2 separate regions of the Oryctolagus cuniculus genome follow, and region 1 is linked to region 2. The links are chromatin contacts, called in public Micro-C maps. All regions are on one chromosome and are shown on one strand. The core of a region is the stretch at or near the end of the contact, and the rest is flanking DNA. Distances in the headings are between cores, read along the strand shown.

The links. A called contact is a pair of places that touch in the nucleus more often than the background predicts.
Region 1: a Micro-C map of ear pinna shows a contact between it and region 2, with 2.5 times the contacts expected there. The contact joins the promoter of AHDC1 here to the enhancer-like site in region 2. A contact is called at or near these places in 5 of 6 Hi-C or Micro-C datasets (ear pinna, embryonic fibroblasts, psoas muscle and 2 more).

The regions. Positions count from the first base shown.
Region 1 is chr7:143,968,170-143,972,863 of mOryCun1.1, forward strand. AHDC1 (AT-hook DNA binding motif containing 1) reads left to right here and starts at 2,744. Exons shown (of 7, transcript XM_070079004.1): 1 at 2,744-2,798; 2 at 3,432-3,529.
Region 2 is chr7:143,917,733-143,922,570 of mOryCun1.1, forward strand. No RefSeq gene overlaps it. Among named protein-coding and RNA genes, the nearest start is that of FGR, 24 kb to the right of the region's middle. Within about 2 kb of position 3,174, at least 4 of the 8 cell types and tissues checked have an H3K27ac peak or open chromatin away from gene starts, as enhancers often do. A contact at or near this core is called in ear pinna, where this site is marked.

The DNA of each region.
Region 1 (4,694 bases), core at 1,494-3,993, 50 kb after region 2:
GGGAGGGGGCCGGCTGGGAGGAGGGCTGAGGAGCCTGGGGGCCTTAGGCCCCACTGTACCACAACGAGGAAGCTTCCTGCTTCTGCGGTATCTTGGGCCCTGGCTCGGACCTGTTCGCTTCCAAAGCAGAGAAAAACCAGGGCCATGGTGGCTCTGGGCCCAGGGACTTCTTCCTCCTGGAGCCCCAGCTCAGCGGTGCAGGACAGCCCAGTAGCTCTGTAGGGCTGCTTGCCTCTGGGGACGTGGCCCTCTGCAGCGCCCTCAGGTCCCCCCGAGGCAGCCCCCTAGCTACAACTTCCGTATTCAGGCAGCAGCCTGTCCCTTCCCAAGGCTCACCGCCTTCTGCCCTCTCCACGAGGCCCAGGGCCGGGCTGCAGGCTGCTGTGACCTCCCAGTTATTGTCATTATTATTATTATTATTATGACTCAATGTTTCCTCCTCATGCCCTTGCTGGTTTTCAAAGTGCGGTCACGTCCATGTGCTCAGTTAGTCTCCGCAGCTCCGCCCCCATCTTCCACGCGGGGAGACCCAGACTGAGGTGAAGGAACCAGCAGCAACAGCGGGTTCAAGAGCAGGTCTGCCTGGCTCCTCGCCTGTGCGGTCTCCAAAGCCGGGGGCCCCACAAGTTTATCTCGCGGCTCTCACGGATACTTCCCCGGATCTGGCTCTACCACCTGCTGCGTCCCATGACGCAGAAGTGGTTGGAGCCGGCTAAGCCCAGAAAGGGCTGATGCAGGCTCTTCTAGAATCCGGGTCCCCTCCCTGCAGTCAGTCGCCTTTCAGGATCCTGCCTTCCCAGCCGCCCTGCTGGCCCGCAGATGCAGACATTAGACAGTAGGTGGCAGCAGCAGTCCACAAGAAGACTCGGCTGGAGTTTGGGGAGACCCCAAAAGCAATTTGAAGAGGCTGGGGGAGAAAGACCAGCCCCCAAGTAACAGGGAACCTCTACAGGGCTTGGTTCCCAGTGCCAGTCAACAACTTGGGGGCTAACGGCACCCATATATTCCGGGGACGGGGCAGGTGACCAGCAAGGGGGAGGGGGTGGGAGGGGCATGCTTGAAAAACCCTAAACTTCTATTCCCCTCTCATTTGTGGAGCTGGCCCCTCCCGTGCCTTTCCCAAACTCACCTTCATCCCAAATAACCTGGACGCCATACCTCCCGGAAGCCATCCTGTATTGGCTTATCCCATCTCACTGCCTCCCAAAACTTGAATTAGACGGAGTCAGGTCCTCACTGCTGGGGCGGGCGGGCCAGGCCTAATGGGCGGGGAGTAGGGGTGGGTAAGAGAGGAACCCAAGCTTCCCGCACCCGCCCCGGTGCCAGGCTCTGTCCTGTGTAGGGCCAGCTAAGGCGAAATGCCAAAGTCTCATCTACTGGTAAGAACTCGAGTCAGGCGATGGAGCTGCAAAGGGCTTCCAATGACATTGACCTGCTTTTGTCACTATCTGGCCACTCACTGCTCCCCGTTCCAGGAGGACAGCTTTGAGTGCAGGGGCTAGCTTGTCTGCGAGAAGCTGCTCCCGGATGGAGCCAGCCGGGCACGGCAGCCACGCTGGCAAGTCGAGGGGTGCACTGGTTGGAATCCTAGACTGCTCCTGTCACTGCCACAGCTCCCCCCACAACAAGAGCCCCTTCACTTCCCACCCCCATCCTCTATTTTGCCCTCTGGGGGTTCCAGATTGTTGAATATGAGGGGCTTGGGAGGAGTGCAGGTGTGGAGAAGATGGTGACCAGGCGAAAGGAGTGAGGGACAGGTGGGCTGAGAACAAAGACATTGTTGGAGGAAGTGCAGACCGGGGCAGCCGCTGGGAGGAGGTGGGACCTGCAGGACCTCTGGACGCCTGTGCCCGGCGGACCTCAGTTAACATTTGCTGAACGGAAGCGCCGGGAAGGGCACACAGAAGCACGGCACGGAGAGAAGCCAGGCACAGCGCATGGAGGAGGGGACCACAGCCACAGCACAATTTCGCCGGGCTGTAGCAGGACGCAGGGGCCCGCGGTGCCTGCGGCAGTTCTTCCGGGGCCGTCCAGCCGCGACAGGCCCTGGGCCGAGCACATTCCCATCTGTGGGTCAGGCCAGGCAGGGGGCCCGCAGCCAGGGGCTGCAGAACAGATGTGACCTGAAGAGGAGGTAGGTGAAAGTGCTGAGCCCAGCCCCGGGCGCAGCAGGAGCTCAGAGCTGTGGAATCTGAATCCTGCTTCCGCGTGGGGCTGTCTGTGGGGTACCCAGGACTTCAGCGCTCTCGCCGCCCTCGGACGTCCAGGAAAACGAGGTGTGGGAGCTCAGAGATAGACGGAGAGGAGGGGTCGCTGGTGCAGGGGACGGGGCTCGCTGGCTCGCGCTAAAGTACGCCACGGGAGACCTTTTTAGAAAGGGAGAGCGCCCCCAAATTGAAGAACCGCTTCTCTCCTCTGCCCCTCCCTTCTAATCGGGACACCCCGGCAAGTCGCAGCCCCGCTGGCTAATCGGCACCCCCCGCCCCGCCCCGACTCCCCGTTCCACTCCCATTCCATTCTCAGGCCCCGCCCCCTTCACTCCCACCCGCAGCCTCCGCCCTAGCCACAGCGCCCAACACGGGGCCCAGAGGCCGCGGGAAGCACCCCGGCCCGTCGGCCACCGCCGGCTCCGCGGCCCCAGGCCCCTGCGCGCACTGTCCCCGCGCGCCGCGGCCGCGCCGTCGGAGCAGCCGCTCGCCCCGCCCGCCGCGCGCGCCGAGCGGCCGGGGCGGGGACTACAAGTCCCGGCGTGCCGCGCGCGCGCTCCCCCCTGGGGTTCCGGATGGTGAGCGGCGAAGGTAAGGAGAGCTCGCAGAGGCAGCGGCGGCGGCGGCGGAGACGGAGAGCGGCAGGCAGGCAGGGCGAGGGCGAGAGACGGAGGGAGGGAGCTAGCGAGGCGGACCAGACAGACAGACAGGCGGGCGGGCAGAGCGAGCCACCCGCTCGCGGCGGAGCGAGCAGAAGGCAGGAGGAGGGAGGGAGGAGGGGGAGGGAGGGAGAGAGGGAATCCAGCTACCACCACCCAAAGCCAGCGTCTGCTTTCTGTCCTCATTTCCTTTTCCCACCCAGCTCGGGGAGCAGAGAAAGGCAGAGCGAGCGCGGAGGGGAGACAGGCAGAGGGACAGACAGACAGCCGGGGAGCGCGGGAGGGCGGAGGGCGGAGGAGGAGGAGCAGGCGGACTGCGCGGGGCGCGTTCCCTCCCAGGTTTGCGCTTGGGGGGGTGGGGCGGGGGTGTCCAGGGCCGACCGAGTGTGTGCGCAGCGGGGGGAGCGAGGGGCGCCGCGAGAGCCAGGAGCGACGAGGCGGGGGGCGCCGCGGACGCGGGGGCCGTGTCCAGCGGAGTTAGCGGCGGAGAATGTGAGCCGAGGCGCGAGCCATGCTGTCAGCGACGGCGGGCGGCTCAGGGCTCCTCCGCGACTCCTCTCCCCAGCAGCCGGGCGCCCGCGTCGCTGCCGCCGCCGGAAGACAGACGCCCCCCAAAGCCCCTCGCCTGGCTCGGACCCACGGAGCCGGCAGCCCTGCACTCCGGTGAGTGGCGCCTCCTCCCCAGCCCCAGACCCCCGCTGGGGACCGGCCGGCTGGGCTCTTTTGTGCAGCGCACCAGGGGGGGCCCCCGCGCCCCCCGGTCCGGTCCGCCGGACCCCGTGGCTGCGGTGCCCGCGGTGCGATCGGTCTTTGTTTCCACCGGGGCCCGCGGCTCGGCTGGGCTCGGCTCGAAGCCTGGCAGGCAGCGCCGGGAAGGGGGAGGGGGAGGTGGACGGGGAGGGGGGGCGGAGAGGGGGGGTTCTCGGGTTTCCTGGCCGCCCCGCGGCTCCCCCGGCTCGGGGGCGAGGTGCGCGCCCAGCGCTGCCGCGCGCCCCCTCCTCCTTCCCCCTCCCTCCGCCTTTGGATTTAAAACTGCAATTTGCTCTCCAGCTTGCTGAGAATGTGGGGGGGGGGGCATGAAGGGGGACCGTGGGAGCGGAGAACAAGGCTGGATTTTAGGATCGGCGCTGGGAAAAGGGGAGACTGCGGAGGGAGGAGCCCCTCCCCTCCAACCCCCAAATCCCAAGGTTCCACTGGCGCTCTGGGAGTTGAGGGGCGGGGACCTAATGACCCGGAGGGGGTGTGGGGCGGAGGAGGGATTTGGGGGCGGCCAGGACCGGAGGGGTTGGGCCGCGTGCCCGGTTACCTGGCGAACAAAGTCGGCTCACTTTTGCATAAATAAATAAATAATCGCCTATCAATGCGTTTCCTCTGGGGCTCTGATTGAATCGGCCCCCTCTTCCCCAGGGGGTGGGGTGCTGAGTGACAGCTGTCAGCCCCCTGGGCCGGGAGCTGGGGGTGAACTGCTGACTCTCCGTGCTTTCTGGCTGTGGGCGCCTTCCCCTACTGGGTCTGGGTCCCCGGGCAGAGCCAGAGGGGCAGGGGGCTGGCTCTCAGTCTAGGAAATAACCTTGTTTCCTGTTCTACAGGAAAAGGGACAGCAACCCAGAGTTCGGGGGCTGGGGATGAGGACTGATGGGAGCTGGGGGGGGTTCCCCAGCAGCCTGACCCCCCAGCCTCCTGCCAGGCGAAGGGGCCAGCTGAGGGAGGAAGGATGTGGGCCTTGCTGGCCGGAGGCGGGATCTGGGGCTGTCCCTGAGGCGGGCAGCGGGCACAGAGCGGGAGGAGGGAGAGAGAGAGAGAGAGGAGAGAGAGAAGCGGGGGCGGG
Region 2 (4,838 bases), core at 1,924-4,423:
CCCAAGACCCCAATCATAGTACCCAGCCCCAAGTACCCAATCCTAGTATCCAATCCCCAAGCACCCAAAACTAGTACCTGGTCCCAGGAACCCAGCCCAAGACCCCAATCCTAGTATCTGGCCCCAGGAACCCAGTACCCAATCATAATACCTAGCCCCAAGTACCCAATCATAGTATCCAGCCCCAAGTACCCAATCCTAGTACACAGCCCCAAGTACCCAACCCTAGCACCCAGCCCCAGACACCCAGCCTTGAGTACTTGGCCTCACACGTCCAGTCCCCAGTCCCGAGACCCAAGCACAAACTCCCAGGTGGGCGTCCAGTGCCCAGGCAGATGCTGGCAGGGCCCAGCGGTTTGCGAGTCTGACCTGTCCCTGTAGCCAACACCAAGGGAAAGCCAGCCCAGTCACGCGCATCTTCACAGAAACCCCAATCAGTGGCCTCACAGCTTTCAGTTTGCACGCGCTTGCCCGTCCGGTGGTACCCAGCCTCCAGGCACCAGCGCCCTCGCCCGGTGAAGAACCGGCTCTCCCCAGCACACGCAGAGCCAGAGGCCGGGGCCAGAGGGGGGGGGCTCCGGAAGCCAGCCTGAGGTAGGGGGCAGGGGCACAGGGCGGGGCTGCACACCGCTGAGCCCAGCTCTGTCCCTGGCGGGCAGGGGTGAGGGGTGAGGAGGAAGACGCCTCGGGTGGGGGGGCAGCTGCTCAACCCCTGCTCGGGGTGGCACGGGGAGCCAGGCGGCAGTGGGGACCTCACAGGTGGTCACACAGGTACCTCGCGCCGGTGACCATGAGTTCTTCAACAAGTGTATTTACTTGAAAGGCAAAGTCAGAGAGAGAGAGAGAGAGAGAGATTCCATCTGCGGTTCACTCCCCAAATGGCCACAGCAGCTGAGGCTGGACCATGCTGAAACCAGGAACTAGGAACTCCATCCGGGTCTCCCATGCGGGTGCAGGGGCCCAAGGACTTGGGCCATCTTCTACTGCTTTTACAGGCCATTAGCAGGGAGCTGGGTCAGAACTGGAGCAGCTGGGACTTGAACCTGTGCCCATGTGGGAAGCTGGTGTTGCAGATGGCGCATTCTAGATGAGCCCACAAGACTTACTTTTGAGCACCCCTAGATCCTAGAAGCACAGCCACGATTATTCACGCATTCTGTGGAACTCACCAACCCAAGTCCATTCCTCTCGCCATCTATCCCACTTCAGGCAAAGGCACCTGCAGCCACACAGCCCACAGGCCAGACGCTGTCCCAAAGGCTTTTCCCTGGACTCTGCAATGATGGCTTCTTCTTCACTCTGTGATCTCAAGTGTCACCTCCTCCAGGAAGCCCTCCCTGACCACCTACTTTAAAGAAGCCCCCGTGTTTCCACAGCAGACTCCCAAACACGTCTGCACCTGGAATCACCTCAGGGGAGAGGGGTTTCAAGCATACTGACACCTGGGAGTCACCCCCACGATTACATGGGCTGTTGTTGGGGCCGGTGCTGTGGGGTAGCGGGCAAAGCCACCACCTGCAGTGCCAGCATCCCACATGGGCGCCGGTTCAAGTCCTGGCTGCTCCACTTCCAATCCAGCTCTCTGCTGTGGCCTGGGAAAGCGGTGGAAGATGGCGCAAGACCCAGAAGAAGCCTCTGGCTGCTGGCTTCAGATCACCATGGCCATGGCTCTGGCCATTGTGGCCATCTGAGGAGTGAACCAGTGGATGGAAAACACCTCTCTCTCTCTCTCTCTCTCTCTCTTTCTCTCCACCTTTCAAATAAATCAATGTAAAAAAAAAAAAACCTGGGCTATGATTAAATTGTCTTGTGTTCAGCCTGGGCTTTGGAATTCAAAACAAAGCAACCCAGGCGATTCTAAGGTGAGACCAGTGTGGGAAGCACTGCTCTAACACACCGCTGTGTTTTAGTTCTTGTATAAGGCCAGTGAGAAACAGAGGCCTGCTCACCCCGTAATCAAGTCCAAGGTCCCGGACTCAGAGCCACCTGTGAACCCCCAGATGCAAGACTGTACCTATATGTGCTCACTTAACCCTCACAGCAATCCTCGGGGACCCCCACTTTACAGATCGAGAAATCAAGGCACACAGAGGCCAAATAATAACTTCCGAAGGTGAACAGGCAGCAAATGACAGGGCCAGGACCTGAAGCCAGGGTTGGAGTCTGCCTCTGCGGAGCCTGCGTAAGTGCTGACCCCCGGATGAATGGCTTAGCCCCTGCCCACTCACTCGTCAGTCCCCCCGCTGTCCAGCCCCTGCACTGTGCCCTCCCAGTATTTCCGGAGCATGCTCACATCCCTCTGCCTGGGGAGCGCCCGTCTCATCTGGCTCTCTGCCCTGAGGCCCAGAGGTCTCCGAGTGTCCACGCTTGTCTGCTCTCCATGCAGAGTGGGGAGACCCACGTGGCCCAGCAGGTCAAGCCGCAGCCTGGGATGCCCGCATCCCCGTCAGGGTGCCCAGCTTGAGTCCCAGCTGCTCTGCCTCTGATCCAGCTTCCTGCTAGTGCACACCTGGGAAAGCAATGGAGCATGACCCAAGTACCTGGGTTCCTGCCACCCACGTGGGAGACCCAGATGGAGTTGCTGGCTCCTGGCTTTGGCCTGGCCCAGCCCTGGCTGTCGTAGGCATTTGGGGAGTGAACCAGTGGATGGAAGATGTATCTCTCTCTCTCTCCCCCCCCCCCTCTCTCTTTCCCCATTTCAACTAAACACAGACATCTTCAAACACACACACAGTACGCAGCGGCTGCCCATCACACTTGGAACCAAAGCCTGCTGCCTTGCCCAGGCCTTCGAGGTCTGGACCCATCCAATCACTGCAAACCTCAGAGCCCGTCTCATCGTGTGTCTTTGCCAGCCGGCCAGCCCTTCTTCACTTCCCGCGCCTGCCAACCTCAGCGCCTTGGCACAAACTCCTAGGCACCCTGGAAGGCACCCTCGGGAGCCTGGTCAGGGAAACTTCTCTAGGGACACTGGACGCCCAGACCGCTGGCCCTCCCCACCCTGGAGCTGACCGGGGTGAGAATGCACTACTGTCGGGTTTCCTGGCTCCGCTCAGGGCCCCCTGAGGACAAGCGCAGGGTTCAAGGCTGACCACATGGCTTTCCCCCGGCTCCAAGCCCAGCGGCCGCCGCCAGGGGGCGCCCAACCACCTCGGCTGAGCGGATGGATGGCTGGAGGGAGAGCTGGGAGGTGGGTGACCGAGCGAACAAAAACACTGACACAGTAGGAGTCCCTGTGCTCTAGAGCGGCTACAGCGTGCGCCACGGACAAGGGAGCGTCCACCCTCCCAGAGCCCCCACCACCACCCCGGTCCCTGTCCCCTTTCCCAGGCAAGGCCACTGGGCGGGGCTCCCGGGGCCCGGCTGCGTGACGTCGCCGAGGGGGCGTGTCCGGAGCCAGCCTTCGCGTGCTGATTGGTGGGCGCGAGGCGGCGCCGGCCACCGCCCTCGCTGCTGGCGTCGAAGCGGAGACCGCGGGAGAGCCCGGGAGTGCGGCCCAGCCACCGCGTAGCCGCGCCGGCTTCAGTGCGCCGGCGTCGCCCGGGGCCGCCCTCCGGGAGCCGGCGAGGCGGAAGTGGGCCCTCGGAGGGGCCGTACGCTGCGGCCGCAGGGCTCCCCACCGCGGGCGGGCGGAGCGAGCGGCTATTTCGGGGGCTCTGAGCTCAGCGAGGAAAGTCCCAGAAGCAGCCCCACCCGTCCCGCCCCTCTGCCCGACACCTCAGAGAGGTGTGGGGCGGTGTCTGTTGGTCCTGGGTCCTCAGCCCGAGCCTGTTGGCGCTGAGCCGGAGGCCGCCCTCCGGAGCCCAGTCCGCTCCTCTGTGATGAGGCGATGTGTGGAACGCCCGGCGCTGCACCTGCGGCGCGGCGCGGCCCGGCTCGGGGGTGCGGGGCTCTTGCCCTCCGACGCTGATCCTGCCCTGCCAGTGCTTTGCCCCGTGACCTAGGGCCATGGGGGTTGAAGCTTGGGGGCCTAGGCTGTGAGAATCGCCCTTCCTCGAGGCTAAGACCTCCAGAGTCACTCCTGGGGTCCTGCGGGGCGGGGGCGAGGGCTGCACTTTGTACTTTCGGCAGTTCCCCCTCCCCTTTTTATTTTGCCCACAGGCTCCCATCCCCCAGCTCTGGGTCCTGCAGCCTGGGCACTGGGCTTCCCTGAGGTTCCTCTGACTGGAAGCTTCCAGTCTCCGAGATGGCGCTAATAAGCAAGTGTTTAAGCCGGCTGGGCTCTCCAACGGCGCTTTGGGTCTTAGGATCGGCAGCGATTTTTTTTTTTTTTTAAGATTTATCTATTTATTTGAAAGTCCGAGTTACAGAGAGGAGCAGAGACACAGAGAGGAGCCAAGATCTTCCATTCGCTGGTTCACTCTCCGAATGGGGACAAAGGCTGGGTCTGGGCCAGGCAGAAGCAGGGAGCCTAGAAGTCCATCTGGGTCTCCCACGTGGGTGCAGGGGCCCAAGGACTTGGGTCATCTGCTGCTGCTTTCCCAGGCACATGACCAGGGAGCCGGATCAGAAGTGGAGCAGCCGGGACTCGAACCACTGTCCAGGTGGTTTGCTGACACTGCAGGCAGTGAGGTGCCAGCCCCTCCTCCGTTCCTGTAATGCACACCCTGAGAGGCAGCAGTGATGGCCCAAGTGCTTGGGTCCCTGCCAATCACACGGGAGACCTAGTGGAGGTCCAGGCTCCTGGCTTCAGCATGACCCACCCCTGGCTGTTGTGGGCGTTTGGGGAGATGGAAGATAATCTCACTCTGTCTCTGCCTGTCAAATGAAAAAAAAAAAAAAAGAAAAGAAAAGAAAACAACGCATGGTGCTGGGAAGTAAGAAGGAACTGCAAGGTG